3 separate regions of the Mus musculus genome follow, and all the other regions are linked to region 1. A link is a contact called in public Hi-C and promoter capture Hi-C data. All regions are on one chromosome and are shown on one strand. The core of a region is the stretch at or near the end of the contact, and the rest is flanking DNA. Distances in the headings are between cores, read along the strand shown.

The links. Promoter capture Hi-C pulls out the DNA fragments that hold promoters and counts their contacts. A called contact is a pair of places that touch in the nucleus more often than the background predicts.
Region 2: a promoter capture Hi-C map of hippocampal neurons shows a contact between it and region 1, with 4 times the contacts expected there. The contact joins the promoter of Ttf2 here to the enhancer-like site in region 1. A contact is called at or near these places in 7 of 39 promoter capture datasets (the 3T3-L1 cell line, 3T3-L1-derived adipocytes, the C10 cell line and 3 more), 1 of 15 datasets of contacts at CTCF or cohesin (the NIH/3T3 cell line), 29 of 484 Hi-C or Micro-C datasets (the AML12 cell line, CD4 T cells, CD8 T cells and 23 more), 11 of 115 datasets of contacts at active chromatin or transcription factors (the SCID.adh cell line, SST interneurons, bone marrow-derived macrophages and 8 more) and 4 of 9 other capture datasets (adipose tissue, embryonic stem cells, liver and 1 more).
Region 3: a contact with region 1 is called in a Hi-C map of uterus, with 1.8 times the contacts expected there. The contact joins two enhancer-like sites. A contact is called at or near these places in 1 of 15 datasets of contacts at CTCF or cohesin (the NIH/3T3 cell line), 12 of 484 Hi-C or Micro-C datasets (CD8 T cells, MC3T3-E1-derived osteoblasts, cochlea and 7 more), 11 of 115 datasets of contacts at active chromatin or transcription factors (the SCID.adh cell line, SST interneurons, VIP interneurons and 8 more) and 1 of 9 other capture datasets (embryonic stem cells).

The regions. Positions count from the first base shown.
Region 1 is chr3:101,143,572-101,148,673 of GRCm38.p6, forward strand. No RefSeq gene overlaps it. Among named protein-coding and RNA genes, the nearest start is that of Ptgfrn, 36 kb to the left of the region's middle. Within about 2 kb of position 2,145, at least 60 of the 459 cell types and tissues checked have an H3K27ac peak or open chromatin away from gene starts, as enhancers often do. A contact at or near this core is called in the N1E-115 cell line, the SCID.adh cell line, SST interneurons and 11 more, where this site is marked.
Region 2 is chr3:100,966,979-100,972,080 of GRCm38.p6, forward strand. It overlaps Ttf2 (transcription termination factor, RNA polymerase II), which reads right to left and starts at 2,685. Exons shown (of 23, transcript NM_001013026.2): 1 at 2,642-2,685; 2 at 2,455-2,557; 3 at 28-114. The coding sequence starts at 2,669.
Region 3 is chr3:100,991,675-100,996,776 of GRCm38.p6, forward strand. Cd101 (CD101 antigen) reads right to left here. Exons shown (of 9, transcript NM_001167906.2): 9 at 515-2,220. The coding sequence ends at 1,991. Among named protein-coding and RNA genes, the nearest start is that of Ttf2, 25 kb to the left of the region's middle. Within about 2 kb of position 2,772, at least 94 of the 459 cell types and tissues checked have an H3K27ac peak or open chromatin away from gene starts, as enhancers often do. A contact at or near this core is called in the SCID.adh cell line, SST interneurons, VIP interneurons and 1 more, where this site is marked.

The DNA of each region.
Region 1 (5,102 bases), core at 895-3,394:
GCCAGAAATCATCCGAGAGCCCAAAATAAGAGCCTTGGCTGAGTCAGTTTCAGTACCATGAACTCGAAGGAACGAATGCGGTACAGCAATTAAAAAATAACCTTGTGAAATTGTGCTTAAAGCACCCTGTTATAAAACCAGTGGAAAACAGAGTAGAGAATTTTATTTTACTGTGTGAAACATGATAGCACAGGCAAGTCAGGCAAGCGGGGTGGGTCAGTGGGTGCTTCAGGATGGTTGGTTCAACAGTGCCTTCTTTTTCTCATTTAGACACTAACGTTTAATGATGTTATTTACATAATGATTGTATGATGATTTTCTTTTTTGGTCTTCTAAGATTCCTCAGCACTTCAGGGGTGGGGTGGGGTGGGGTGGGGTGTGAAGATGATCTGAAGGCTGGAGACTTATTGCCAGTGGGTGGACAGCTCTCTCTTGCTGTCTCCTTCCCCCACCCACTTTCTCAAACCGCATGCATGCTCTGAGTTCAAAATGTCTCAGTTGAAACCTTAGTCTTCCTCTTACCTTACCTGTCAAACACAGATAAGAATGCTATCTGCTTCCCTCTTTGTAAGTCACCTTTGGACACATGCAGAGAAACTCCTGGCCCAGAGTGAGTGCCCAGCAAATATTAGTTCTCATTATTTTATTGCAAGTAAACACTGCACTCTAAGCCACATCAGCCTGGGTAAAACCAGAGGTCACTGGACTCTCCATGGCCTGACAGGGACCTGTTCTTCTGGGTCTTTCATGATTTTCCTTTCCTACAAGGCTTTCACAGGTATTTGGCAAGCAAAGGCCTCTTGCTACCTCAGCAGGCTGGCAAGAAGGGAGGCCCCCATTGGCCCCAGTGGGGAAGCTGGTTATCCATCCAAGGATGTGGAGACGCCTGCTGCTGCAGCTGTAAGGCTGGCAGCTGAGGTGGACGCAACTGCAGATGCCACAGCTGGTTCTGCCCAGAGCTCAGAGTCACATGGCGGCTGCCCTGTGCCAACCACTCCATTCTGCATGAGATCACATCTTTTGACTTTTCCTGTGCACACAGCTGGCTGGGCTCGTTCCACCAGGACAGAGGACAAGACCTAGCTGCTCTTCTTGCTGTGGCTCCTCTCAGCTCTGAAACATGGCAGCTTGTGTGCTATGTGTGACTAATTTTTCCCCTCTACCCCCAGGAGACCCCATAGGCTTCCTGCACTGCCTTCTGCTTGTCCAGGGGACAAGTCCAGACCTGATTGAACGCTGTGTGAGGGCAAGTTTGCTCCCGAGAGAGAACTCATATAAGATGAAGCCAGACCTGCAGCCAACTTGTAGAAGAGATTGGAATGCAGGGATCAGGACCAGGGGACCACAGAAACAAGGACAGGGTTGTTCAGAGTAGAGGGAGAGGAGGGTGCTGGAGGGGGTGGGGTGGGGGGGCTGTGCTGAGCTGCTGCTGGCTAGATGCTGAGGAAGGTGATGGAGAAAGGGAGAAGGAGGTAAGGCACTTCCTGGAGACCTAAGGAAAGGACCCCAGCAGGTGCTTCCTTGCAATTCTTTTGCCTAAATCAGCTTCTACTTCCCAGGGTATCTGCCCTGTGTGCTCCCTTACACTTAATATAAATACAAAGTGTTTAAGGTTGGAGGTGGCAGGGGGCTTCCTAATTGTGATGGACTCACCTCACTCCAGACACAGATGTATTTTCTCAAATGATGCTTCCTCTTCCCTCACCCAAGTGTCACAGGAAATGGGGACAGCATTCATTAATAACCGAAGGAGGGTCTGAGGAAAACTAGATGCTGTATAAAGAGAAGAAGCTGCAAACTAAGAAGCCCTGGTGGAAATGAAGTGCTCAACCAGTCCTGCATCCATTAAAGTAATAACATCATCGAATGGCGGGTTTATCACTCCCTTGCAGCCCCTCAGCCTGGAAGCTGCGGCTCTTTTTAAAAATGAGAGAGGAGTTGCATGCCGCTCCTCCAGTGTGGAAGGGCAGGTCTCCCTGTGCCCCCTCCCAAGCGCTTCCCTCCCCAGCCTTGGACTTCTCCCAGCCTCTAGGACCATCGCTAAAATTCATTTCACTCTTTAATTAGATTTCATGGAGTAAGGGATTGGGAGGGTGCTGGGAAAGGCGTGCATATGCCCTCTTTTCGTTGAGAAGGGTAATGCTGCTGATAGGGGAGGTGGGACAATGGTTGCTATGGAGACATATTCCCAGACATACAGACACACTCATTTTAATGCCTTTTTTTTTTCCAAGCAGGGGAAGGATCCAGTGCCCTATTTTTAGTGTCAGATTTCAGCAAAACAATTCACTTTCGTTTCATCACACACACACACACACACACACACACACACACACACACACACTCTGCTGGCTTTTTAAGTAGGTCACCCCTTCTGACTGTATCAAGAGCTCAGATCTGTCTTGCTTGAGGAATGCAAGGTTCCATGGAAGATTTTTCTGATAGAGGGGAGGATCTCAGACTTGCCTGGGTACAGCTTTCTTTCATCTCAGTTTGACAGGCATTAGGACAGGCGGGATGAATAGCTGTAGGTAAATTTACATTTTAAAGATGGGTGCAAGATGTCGAGGTTCTGATAATAAAGAGGGGAGGTATAGAAACTACAAATGACAAATGTGTCTGCTTCTCTATCATCAGCTTATCACTGGTGATTACAAAAGATACTCCTTGGTTGTTAATACTACACAGCCCATTGGGAAAGAAAGAAGTCCTGGCTGGGAACTGTCCAATTTGAATTTTTGATCTTTGTCCCAGATCAACCGGGTATGACAGAATATGTGAATCAGAATTGGGCTTTTTATTTCTGTCCCATCCTGAATTGCAATTCTTGACTGTTTCCGTCTGAGATTTTTTTCCCCCTTTGTGATCTTTGCCAAATCTCACAATCCCTCTGTGATGAGAATACCCCCATTGACTGTAATAAGCACTAGCTGTTCCCTTAGCAGAAGTAGCCCAAGGCGAGGCTGTGAATTGGGCAAGTGTCTGTTCTTAGGAGTCCCAGGCTCACACTCACCCTCATCTCCCATTCCCACAAGGGCCGGTTTCTCGCTCCAAGATGGCGACAGTCTAGACTAATTAGGGCTCTCTTCACTGGGAGCCCCATGTGTATTCACTGGAGCCTTTGGGTAGTTCTTTCCACAGTCAGAGGCTTCTGGTTTCTCTTTCATAATATAGAGAAAGGAACTCCCAATGGATATAACCAAAAGGATATCCCGTGGTTCTCAGCTTTAAAAAATAATAGACTTGAAGCTAAGAAAGATGGAAATGAAACCACAATGCTGTAATAGTGCTTTGTAAAGCACTATTTTATACAAATAGTGTAAAAGTGTAATAGAAATAAAATCCATAGGATTTTATTTTTCCATAACATTTATGTTTTCCAAACATTGTCCTATTAATTAGAAAATAAAAGATAAAAACAAGAATGGAACCTCAAAATGTATATTATGCTTGCTATTTTATAGATGAGAAAAAGATAACAAGAGGAGAATCTTCTCAGAGCCTTAAAATAGTGTGTGTGTGTGTGTGTGTGTGTGTGTGTGTGTGTGTGTGTGTGTGTGGTGTGTGTTGGGGGAGGCGGCAATGAGAATCCATCACATGTCTATAAAGATTCAAACTCCAGTTATACAATCTTAATCTTGTGCTCCTCAGATGGTTAAGAATCATTTATTAAACATTTATGAAATATTAAGCAGTATGTGCATATTTGAGGTATAATATATCACATTTGCATAGAGAGTGGGTCTTTTAAATAGCATTCCACATTTAAGAATGAAAGTTCATAAGCATTAATTAATTTGCCCAAAGACATAGCTAGTACATAATAGGGTGAATAATGGAATGCAGATCTGATCAAACCTTACAGATGGTGCTAGTGGTTCAGGTTAGGAGACAGAGAGAAGTATTAAGTGAGTTTTTTAAATACAGACACTCCATTGTCAGTACATGAAACCATTTACTGATGACCTAGTGAAATTTTCCTGCTGTGTAGATCAAAGATCTAGATTTCTTAACAGTCATACATCTGACAGGAGACCTTCCTCTGACTGTCCATTCTAATGGGTGATTTGCTTGTGGCAGCCCGAGTTGCTGAATCTCTGGAGTGCCTATCCTGGACAGCTACATGAAAGAGAAATACTTTTATTTTGTAGAAGAGTAATTCAACTCTTACATCTATTATGCAAGCAATTTACTCTAATACATAAATTAGTACCAGGAGTGGGGTGGGAAAGTATCATTACAAATTCCTAAAATAAATGGAGAAATATCATTATAAAATCATAAAATCTGTGAGCAGTAGGACAGCAAGAAACAAAAGCTAAACCTACTAGTTTTTATATTAGGAAAGTGACACAAGTTATGTTCTCTGTCTGGTCTGTCACCTAAACTGACTAGCAAGTCAGTGATCTGAAAACTTCAAAGTAAAAAAGACAAACGTGCTGACGCTGAACAATACATTCCTAGGTAGTAGCTCCAAAGCTAAATTCTATCCAAGTGGCATGAAAAGCAATCCGTGAGGTGCTGAGAGACAGCTTCATGGCATCTACCCAATTAAAACTGTTGCTTTCCTTGCAAACCTTATTGTTAAAGATAGTCTCAACTTACTGCCATCAGATTTGGGAGAAAGTGATTAGAGAACACAAAACTATATGTAAAAAGATTTGAGTCTTTAAGTTTAAAAATTGTTTTTAGCAAGATCTTTAGCTGTTGTTAATTATGCATGGAGACAATGAGAGGCAAATGGCAGAGGTGTTGCATTTTGGGAGAACTGAATGAACCCAAATCTATAAATCCAACCTGCTGAAGCCTGAGCAGATTCAGCACCTCAGGCAGCCCCAGTGCCTGGAAATCTCTATCAGCATGAAGTAGGCTCTGAAAGCTATGATGTCCCAAGACAGCAAACTTTCTACTTCCTGCTTCAGACATGGCAGTAGAGGATATTAGACCCCAAACACCTCCCCTAGGATGGTCAGCCATCTCTTCTGTTAGAAGGGCCCCCTTTGTTCTTTATCAGCAGAATCTGATCATTGGTATAAAATTCCCTAGAAATCTGATCCTTCTGGGGTTTTGCATTTTCTGAAGAATGATTTTTAACTATGGTT
Region 2 (5,102 bases), core at 1,435-3,934, 180 kb before region 1:
TGGGGGGGGGTTCCTCTGGACACTCACCTCCATTCTTTCTTGTCCTGTGGTAGAAACAAACCCTGAAGCTCGACCACAAACTCCTCATGCAATAAACAGTGAGAAACAGGAATACTAGAAGAGAAGAATACAATAAAATAACTTTATTAGAAGACAAGAAATAGAGAGAGGTCAACAGTCTGAAGTCAAATCCAAGCTTGAATTTTTATTTTTATTTACATATTTGGAGACAGAGTCTCACTGAGTAGCCCTGGCTGGCCTGGGAGTCACTACCTAGACCAGTGTGGCCTCAGACTTGCAGCAATCCTTCTTCTGCCTCTTGAGTCCTAGGATCACAGGTGTGTGCCACCACACCCAGCCCAGCCACAGATGTTACACCAAGGTGTCCTGGGTTTGTAAGTCCCACAGATGGTTGGTTACCTGTGTGGCTTCCTGAGGAAAGGATCCATAGTCTTTCCCTCTTCTCACTTTCTAAACCAAAGCATGGCCATAATTATTATTATTGTTATTATTTTGGTTGTTTGAGACAGGGTTTCTCTGTGTAGCCCTGGCTGTCCTGGAACTCACTCTGTATTTTTTTCTTCCTGACTGTCCTATGATGCCCACATTGCAACCCTCCCAGGGATGGCTTATAGTCTAAGGCAGGCTATAGGGCAGGCCTGCTGTGACTTCTCCTCAGGTTCTCCCATTACCCTTTATCCATTAATACCCTATTAGGTGCCACGTGCTGTTACTCACGTGTCTCCCTCTTACAATAACTTACTCATGTGCTGCTTGCCTGGCATAAAATCTTAAATGTCCCTCCTTATTACTTATAGAAGAAAAATATGTGAACAGGTTTGAGTGAAGGTCTAAAGCATTCTCCCGTGACTTGTAAAACTGTCTGCAGTCTGCTCCTCAGACACACTGCAAGCCTCGAGTGAAAGTACTGTACTAGTCTGTATTGCAGTGTAGCCATGTAAGTGACACACTGTTTAAGAATCTTCACTCTCTTTTTCAAGATTGATTTATTTCTATTTTATGTTTAGGGATATTTTGCCTGCATGTGTGTCTATACACCAAGTACATGCTGGGCCTTCAGAGGCCAGAAGTGGGCACCCGATCCCCTGGAACTGAAGTTATAGACATTTGACAGCCCCTAAGTGGGTGCTGGAAATTGAAGCTAGGGCCTCTGGAAGAACAGCCAGTGCTCTTAAAGGTTGGCCCATCTCTCCAGTCCACAAGAACATTTCTTTTAATGTTGAAACAAACCTAAGACCAACATTGATGCACAATTCCTATAAACATGAGCACACATGTGTCTTAAAACATTTGAGCAGGGTACCAAATCTCAGTATATTTAGAAACATTATCTATATAATATTTCTAGAAATAAATAGTAAATTCTGGTACAAAGTGGAGACACAAATCATACAAGTTATTCCAGTACTACTATTCATTAGTATATTACTAATATTCATTAGTATATTAGTATAGCTATGATACTGAAAAAAAAATAACCATGCTCTACAAAGTCCAGCTGAATAGAGAGCAGGGAGAAATGTTAAATGACACCACAGTGTAATTTCACTTCGAGAATGTCAACACCCGGTATGTTAAGATTGTCACACTTGCCGGGCGGTGGTGGCGCACGACTTTAATCCCAGCACTTGGGAGGCAGAGGCAGGCGGATTTCTGAGTTCGAGGCCAGCCTGGTCTACAGAGTGAGTTCCAGGACAGCCAGGGCTATACAGAGAAACCCTGTCTGGGAAAAAAAAAAAAAAAAAAAAAGATTGTCACACTTGACTTTCCTCACTTTAGACAAGATGCTTGAGGTTTCTAGGTCTCAGCTTTCACATCTGCAGAACCTGCGATCCACATCAACCTCTGATGTTTCTTTCAGCACTAACTCCCTACAGCAGCGGTTCTCAACCTTCCTAATACCCGTTACAACAGTTATGGTGACCCCAATCATAAAATCATTCCCATTGCTACTTTATAACTGTAATTTTTGCCGTTTTGAATCGCAATGTAAAAATATCTGATTTGCAGGATAACTGAAATGCAACCCCTGTGAAAGCGTCCTTAGATCCTGAAGGTCGTGACCCGCAGGTTGAGAAACACTGCCCTAAAGACTCTGGCTCTCTCTGGGTTGTTAACGTCATGCCACTAGATGAAGGAGAAAAGCTTGTGTCTAATTAACATGTTTTAACCTTAAACGTAAAATTTAAATGGCGACCTAAAATTGGTACAAGACTAGCAAATTAATTCCCATGTCCACTGTTTGTTTACACTTTTTAGAGGGAGCAGAAAGGATGCCGGGGCAAAGGGGAGTGGCTAAGTAAGGCCAGACAGGTGCCTAGAAACTTGAAGCAGACTCTAGAAGGATCGGAGTGTGGGTGAGTCCGCGTCCCAAGGCAGCTGAAGTGACCAGGCTGGGTCACTCCGTGTAACCGGGCCGGGCTGGAGACTCACTCGGTGGCCTGCACGAAGCCGCATGTGTTCGTCCGGCACACGTAGAAGCTCTTTCCCTTATTCGGGCCATCGCGGACGCCGGTCTTTAAGAAGCAGGCGTCCCCTGAGGAAACAAGAAGGTCAGCATCGGCCACTCCAAGCCAGTCCCACAGTCCCCGGGAGGGAAATCCCGAGACTGAGGCCTTACCGTGCTCCGGACACTTAACCAGGTCCATACCGCAGCCAGGAAGCCCTGGCCCGCCGGGTTTCCGTCTTTGACTCCGCCCCGTCCCGCCCACCACAACACTCCACCAATCAAGCGGGAGAGTCTCTCACTTTCAACCAATTACAGTCTCCCTCAGGCTTGGCGCGCTCTGAAATCAAACTTGGAGTGAGGAGGCGTGGCTGAGCTCCAGTGAGGACGCCGGCATGCTCCCTGGCTTGGGGAAAGCAGGACTTGGAGAGAAGTGGACGAGGCTGAGCTTGGGAGACTCCAGAGGAACCACTAGACCCAGAGGGAGCCAGAGCCGCTTGCCTGCTCGGGAAGCAGCCACTGTGGGCGGGAACACTTCAACTTGAGGCGGCCAAAAGGCGGGAGCATCCCTTAAAACTTTGGGAATCTACTGCATAGTCTGTAATAAGCACAAAGACTCCCTTAGGACCCCGGGCAACCTTTAAATGAGTGCAGGGCGTCCACGGGGTCACCAAAGATTGAACATCTGCACAGATCTCAGTTCCAGGTTCCGCGCTCTTTGAGTCTTAGGCTGCCTTCCCCTGGTGAGGTTCTAAGGACCGCCTGGTGTGGACGCCCTGGGTCTGAGAGAAGAACCTGAGGGCAATACAAGACCTTGCGTGCTTACTAATTTTACATTGTGTGTTTTGCATTGTCAAACCTTTTGAACTTATTTTGCATTTGTACTTTTAAAAAACCGAGAGTGACGCATGGTGGCGCACGCCTTTAATCCCAGCACTTGGAAGGCAGAGGCAGGCAGATTTCTGAGTTCAATGCCAGTCTGGTCTACAAAGTGAGTTCCAGGACAGCCAGGGCTACACAGAGAAACCCTGTCTCGAAAAACCAAAAAGAAAAAAAAAAAGAAAGAAAAGGAAAGGAAAGAACTTGTAATGGATTCTTTCAGTGAGCAGAAGGTGAGGAATGACTATCGGAGCTTGGCTGCAATAGCCATGACTTCATATTTCAGCAGTTGAAGATCATGTGTCTTGGAGTGGCACACACAACTGCTATGAGGACAGAAAAGCTGCAATGTCTAAGAAGTCTGGGCTATATGGAGGCTGTAAATGTTTTAGGAGTTCAGAGTCCAGACAGTCCCGAGGTATCATTTATGAATTAAGCAGTTCTTACTAAATAGCTTTTTTGGTGTCCCAAGAGGAGTAGGTGTTTGAGAAATATAAAGTTCATTTAATGCATACATTTAAAGCAACTGTTCTAACCACAAGGGGCTTACTGAGTGGAAGAAGCTGAACTAGCCTCTACCTAATGCTTAAATAAATATAAAATAGTATATAAATGTCAAGATGAATGGAGTCAGCAGCAAACCCCGGAGAGCTTGAGAGAGAGATGAATTTCCAAGTGCACGCAGTGTGGCACGCCCCACCCCAGTTCTCCAGTGAAAGTTTATACAAACAGATTTTCTTTATTCCTAGATTGCAATTCCAAGATCTGTATTATATGCATGTGAAGTGGATACCATCTGAGGAGGTGGAGACCACAAACACTAAGGTTTGGGGAAAGAGGACCACGGTGATTCTTGTAGTGAGAATTTTGGTTTCTTTAAAAAAACACAGAAATATAAAGAATGTTTTGTTTGTTTGTTTGTTTGTTTTAACCCCAGGTGGGGCTGCTTCAGATTGTCCACAGCAGCTGACTGTAATTTGCCTCATGCTCTAACAGGGGTGTGGTTTTGCCAGCTGCAGATGGTTTCTGAGAGTGTGTGGAATTCTGGGGACTCTTCAGAGGGTATATAAATACTAGGGCCTGATACTAGGAACTGATTGGCTGCTCAGCGGTTGGATGCTGTTGACTGTGATTTGTTAAGCAGTTGTGTGCAAAGAGATGAAAAGAAGAAATTAGATATGATGGTGAAGAAGCTCAAACTTGCCCCAAGAAACTCGACGCCCCTAATCAGCAGGAAGTTGTCTAACAATAATGTCACCCCTTTCCCCCTCTGCCCTTTTGTCTTTTCTACCTAGTGTTAGGGGGTGGAAAGGAGAGGGGTGGAAAAGAGTGGAATTTTAAAAAATTCACAAAGTACCCAAAAGTCTGGTGATATCTCTCTATATAGATATAGATATAGATAGATATATATCTCCCTCTTTTCCATGTATGCCTACAGGCCAGAAGAGGGCACCAGATCTCATTATAGGTGGTTATGAGCCACCATGTGGTTGCTGGGATTTGAACTCATACAGCAAGAGCTCTTAATCTCGGAGGCATTTCTCCAGCCCCAGGTTACAGGTTCTTTCCTGCACAAGATGACTTTGAGACTAGACAAAGTCCAGGTCTCAAATGCGTCATTCCAGACACCATTTCCTCTGAAGCTGCTCAGCCGCCTTGCACACATCCAGTAAGTAAAAATGGACACAGATAACATACAGCAAGGAAAAATGTTCCTTCTAGAAATCTAGGATGTGCTAAATAAAAACGTTTAGAC
Region 3 (5,102 bases), core at 1,522-4,021, 150 kb before region 1:
CCCCAGCAACCACACGGCAGGCAGCTCACAACCATCTATAACTTCAGTTCCAAGATATCATGCCATTGTCTGACCTTAGTGGACTCTGCATGCATGTGGTACACAGGCATACATGCAGACAAATTATCAATACACAAAATAAAAATTTTTTAAAAATAGAAAGGCCTCTAAAAATGTGGGGTAGGGGCATCATATTTATGTCTGAAGGACTATCTAATTTCATTCTTCTTCTCATCATTACCTGGGAGAGAAGAAGTTAATGTGTTGGTTGTTTGAGAAAACATTTGGAATGTTTCAAACGAGGCTTTAGAGGGAGTTGGATTAAGGAAGCAGCAGGTCTGTGGTGGCAGTTCTCACAGCCACGGATAATCTGCTTGCAAAGGAGCAAAGGAACTAATTATCTTTGGAGAGGACTGTGTGCCTGATAAAATAATTAAAAATAAATGGCTCTCCTTAGAAATGCAAATTACCAAGTACTGAAGAAACCCTGGTGGTCACATAGACAATAAATAGATGTGTTATCTGAGGTCCTTTATTTGATTGATTTTCAATTCTGGCTACAGCCAGGCCTGCTCAGTGGAAACAGCTCTTGAAAGCCTTAAACCATCACACCTCGCCCTTGGGATTTCTAGGGTGAGATTAGGAAACTCAGGAGTCAGACTTGACCCTCTTCTTCCCTTGAACCCACACTCCAGTACCATGAGACAGGGGCATTACTGCAGAGCCGTCTCCCAAGTTCTACCGAGGCTCTTTCCTCCGACTCAGTGCTTTCAACAAAGGCACTGGCCAAGGCCTAGCACTATGGTGGTAGGCTGGTGTGTGTGTGTGTGTGTGTGTGTGTGTGTGTGTGTGTGTGTGTGTGAAGGAGATAGGAGGCCTTGGGGGCTGAGTAGAACACTGTTGTATGGGAAGAAGGATGCTCTTCAACGATGACTTACTATCTCTTAAACCAAGCATGCCAATGCCCCTGCTCTCCTCACCCTCCCTTTCCTCTTCCTCCTCCTCCTCCTTTTCTTCTTCCTCCTTCTTTTTCCAAGAGAGGGTTTCTCGGTGTAGCCCTGCCTGGGTTTCCTGGAACTCAGTCTGTAGACCAGGCTGGCCTTGAGTGTAGAGATTCATACACTTCTATCTCCTGAGTGCTGGGATTAAAGACATGCACAGCACCGACCAGTGCCAATGCATGCTTTGAATCCCAGCCCTTGGAGGCTGGCCTTGGTGGGGGGAAGAGGGCTGTAAGGTGGAGGACGGTCCAGACTGTACAGTGTAGGGCTAGACAGTGAGATCAAGTTCAAGGCTGGCCTAGGGCTGTATCCCAAGGCCTTTCCTTGACATCATAAAAACAGAAACAAAAAGCATCCCCAATTATAAAAGCAGGAAGCCAAATGAAAACTTCCAAAAGGCTGTAACACATTACCCTTTTGTCAAAGCGCCGATATTGATTAGACAACGACTCTTACACTTTTCAGCGGGCATTTGTAAAGGGGGGTTGGAGAAAAAACATCGGATTTCTGCCTAGAAAAAATTACATAATGATTGGGGGAGTCCGATTTCAGGCAAGCCAGTCCATGCTCTCAATCCCTCCGGCTTTGCCGACACCCGGTTTTTCCTACATTTCTTATCTAGAGAAAAATGATTTCCCTTGTGACTGGGCCAAGCTGATGTTGCCAAGGGAATAGATGAGTGGGAGAGGAATGAGAGAGGAAGGAAGGCTCGACAGCTGGTGTTCCTCTCTTTCCAGATGAGGCTGGACCTCCAGGAGGTGAGGTCTGTGTGAGTGGGGACAATGACACTATCTGCTTCTGAAGGATGCAAAGAAAAAAAAATGGTTGCTACACAAAGAAACACTCGACAAGATATGGTTAACAATCTATGTCCATGGCACATCCCTTCTGGTCCCTTGGTAACTTGGCCAAGGTCTAAAACAGAATTCATTCATCCTCCACGCTCCAACCCAATCCCTCCACGCTCCTTTCTCCAGCCCAGGTGCTCCTCAGTAGTGTCCACTCTCCTCTCCAGCTTCCTTCTGAAGTGATGTCTTTCTCATGCCCACCCAGAGAGCCTTTTCTTTCTTTGCACTGAGACTCAGCTGTGACAACTTCCTGGCCTTCCGGTACAAGCAGAGGAAGGACGTGGCCAGAAGGAGCAGCATGACGAAGGGGCAGACGATGAGGAAGTGGAGCAAGGGCCCCGAGGAGCAGATCAGGGAGGAGACCGTGGGCTCTGCAACCAGAGAAACACAGAAGACAATCAATCAGTGTCCCAACGATCGGGGCCGAGCAGGCGAGTACGTCTCCCTACACATCATTATCGGCAAGTCCGTGTAGATGACAAGGTGGAATGGCACAGGCCTCTCGCCCTGCAAGTGCACTGGAAGAACAGGCCCAGGACATTCCCAACACACACCTCTTCCCCCTGCCCGGCCATTGCAGCTGTACAGCTGCCAATGACCTACTTACAACCACCAGCCAAAAAAGAAAAGCAAAACAAAAAAAAAAAGAAGAGAGAGAAAGAAAACCTTTCCTTTAATCTTCTTCCCTCAGAAAAGATATGTATAATTCAGTTCTCGTTCTCAACTGTGTGGCTGGCTCTGAATTTTTAACTGAGATATTCCCACTGCTGTTTCTGAAACTCACAGTGCACTAAGCTGTCCTCAGTAACAGCTGTGCCTATGAAGGAGGGCACTTTTGCCCCTGACCCATGACATATAGGTTATCCCGGGTCCTGACTCCTTGCCCCACTATGCTCAATTCTCACTTCCTGTATCTAAGCCACTGGGCACAGTCCCTGTCTGGTTGGATCTCACTTCTCCCAGACTTCTTGCATGGTCCCGTGCTCACCCCTCCTTGTCACACAGCCCTTTGTTTCGGCTCCTTTCTTCCCTGGACTGAGAATGGCTAAGTGTCCTGGGTTCCTGCCTTTGGTGATCTTAAACCAAACTGAATGCCGCCACAGAGTCAAAGCCACCATACAGAGAGGCACGCCAAAGCATGCGATCCTCCGATCCTCCGCAGCTGCAGGCCGATGGGAGGCACCATCAACAGACTGACATGTGGGGCATTGGGGCTCCTGGTCATTTCCCAGAGAGGCAAAGCAGAGAGGACTGCGGCCACCACAGGTCCTCGGAAATGGTACCCTGGGCTAATGGCTAAAGGCCTGGGTTACAGGCATTCAGCAGAAAGCCACATGTGTAAAGTGGTACCAACCACTCACTGCACTCTTCCAACTACATTTCTGAACTATTTGAAATCAGGGCTATTCTGAACAATCCGATGCTAACAGCAGCTGTGCTTTGCTTGGGAAACTAACGACAGGAGACCTCTCTTCTTCAAAGGTTAAGCTATACAATTTCCGAGACTATGGATTCCCAGTGATAAAACAGTTTTGATAGGTCGTTCTGACCAACCTCCAAGTGCAAAAGAAAAGACCCCTTGGGGCCTCTCTGAAGCACTTTACACGTCAAAGACTGCCTCTTCACTGGAAATCAAGAGAGAGCCCAGACATTTGCTCGTGATAGGTACTGTGAGCTCCTGGAGGCTTGGGCCTGTGTCTTACATGTCTCTGTACCTTGTAACGCACCTCCCCCGAAAGTCCTCCAGGATCCTGGAGAAGGAACCAGCTACCGAGTGTATTCCCCATGCAAGAGCCAAGGTGGCCGCCATCATGCAGTGTCGGTCCCTGGCATTAGGCTGTCAGTTCTGAATGGGTTTGGCACAGAGCTGCAGAGTTGGTGGCCTAGATATTTTTTTTCTGTTCTCAATTGTAGTTTTCATCTTGCATCTGATTTTCCTTCTTGAAAATGTAATCAATGGCAGAGAGAGAGAGAGAGATTTTGAATTTTTTTTTCCTATTGTTTGTTTTGATCTGAGGCTGAGTCTCACTATGTAGCCTGAACTAACCTCAAACACAAGATCTTCCTGCCTCAACTTCCCAAAGGCTGGGATTATGGGAGTGTGTCACCATGCCTGGTTTAATTTTTAATTTTTTTCTAACCTCTTTCTGCATTCTTCTTTCAAATGATCCAGGCGAATGATAATTAGTCCCCTGGGTCGCATGTGATATGACGCTGGCAAGCATGGTCAAATGAAGCAGGCTGCGATGTTGTGTTAGAATAGGCCAGGCCACTCAACCATGGCTACCCAAAGAAGCTTCTTTTTATAGCAGTGGTCACTGTCAGGAAATGACGGGCCCCCTACAGAAAGCCCATCTAGGAGAGTGTCAACAGTTTCCTCAGGTGTCCAGACTCCCAGAGAATGACAGACAGCCACAGTTTTTCACTTCCCCAAGCAAATTTACAAACCTCAGGGCTGGACCCCCTGGAATATCAAAAGGGCACCAGCGTTGACACATGCCTCCACCATATACTGGATAGACGTCAACTAGCCAGGCCCTTCTTCCTCACTTCCCCAGATCCTCAGAGCTGCACATCTCTTTCCTGGAATTCCCTTCTGCTCTCCACTCTGCAGCCGCTGAAACAGAGAGAGCCTGGCTGCACGCTCACCATGTGACCCCATCCCCTTCCTGAGACCTCTAAGAGGTGCCCTCCTAACTCTGCCCGTGGGCTTGAACACTCATTAGGGCTCCTGCCATGCTGCTGTCTGTCCTTGGCATTAATAACCCTTGTAATAAACTTCTTACCCAAACATGGCAATCTGCTTTAGTGTCTCTCTTGACCCCAGACCCAAAACCTTTCACAGGGAGGGGATGGAGCCATGGAGTCCCTAAGAAAACACTGGCCATGAGCGGTCCCTACACCGGAGTGAATGAGTAACCGCCTGTACTTCAGAGAGAACTTGGTTCAGCTCTTCTTCACTCCTCAACTCACTCTTATGAACATTGGAGAAGTTATTCATCTCCCCCAGCCTCTATTTCCTTATCAACTAAACAGGGATAATAACTTATGGAGCTGCGATGAGATAATATGAAATATAACATTTAATACAATACCTGGACCATTTGTTGAGTGAGTAAGCAATAGACATGAGCTAGAAATGTTCCTGGGACAAGTGAGAAACGCCCAGGCAACCTTCTCCCTAGGTTACTGATTCCCCACAGAGACCTCAGCTCTGTAGTTTGGATCTGGAATGTCCTGCAAAAGAGCCAGG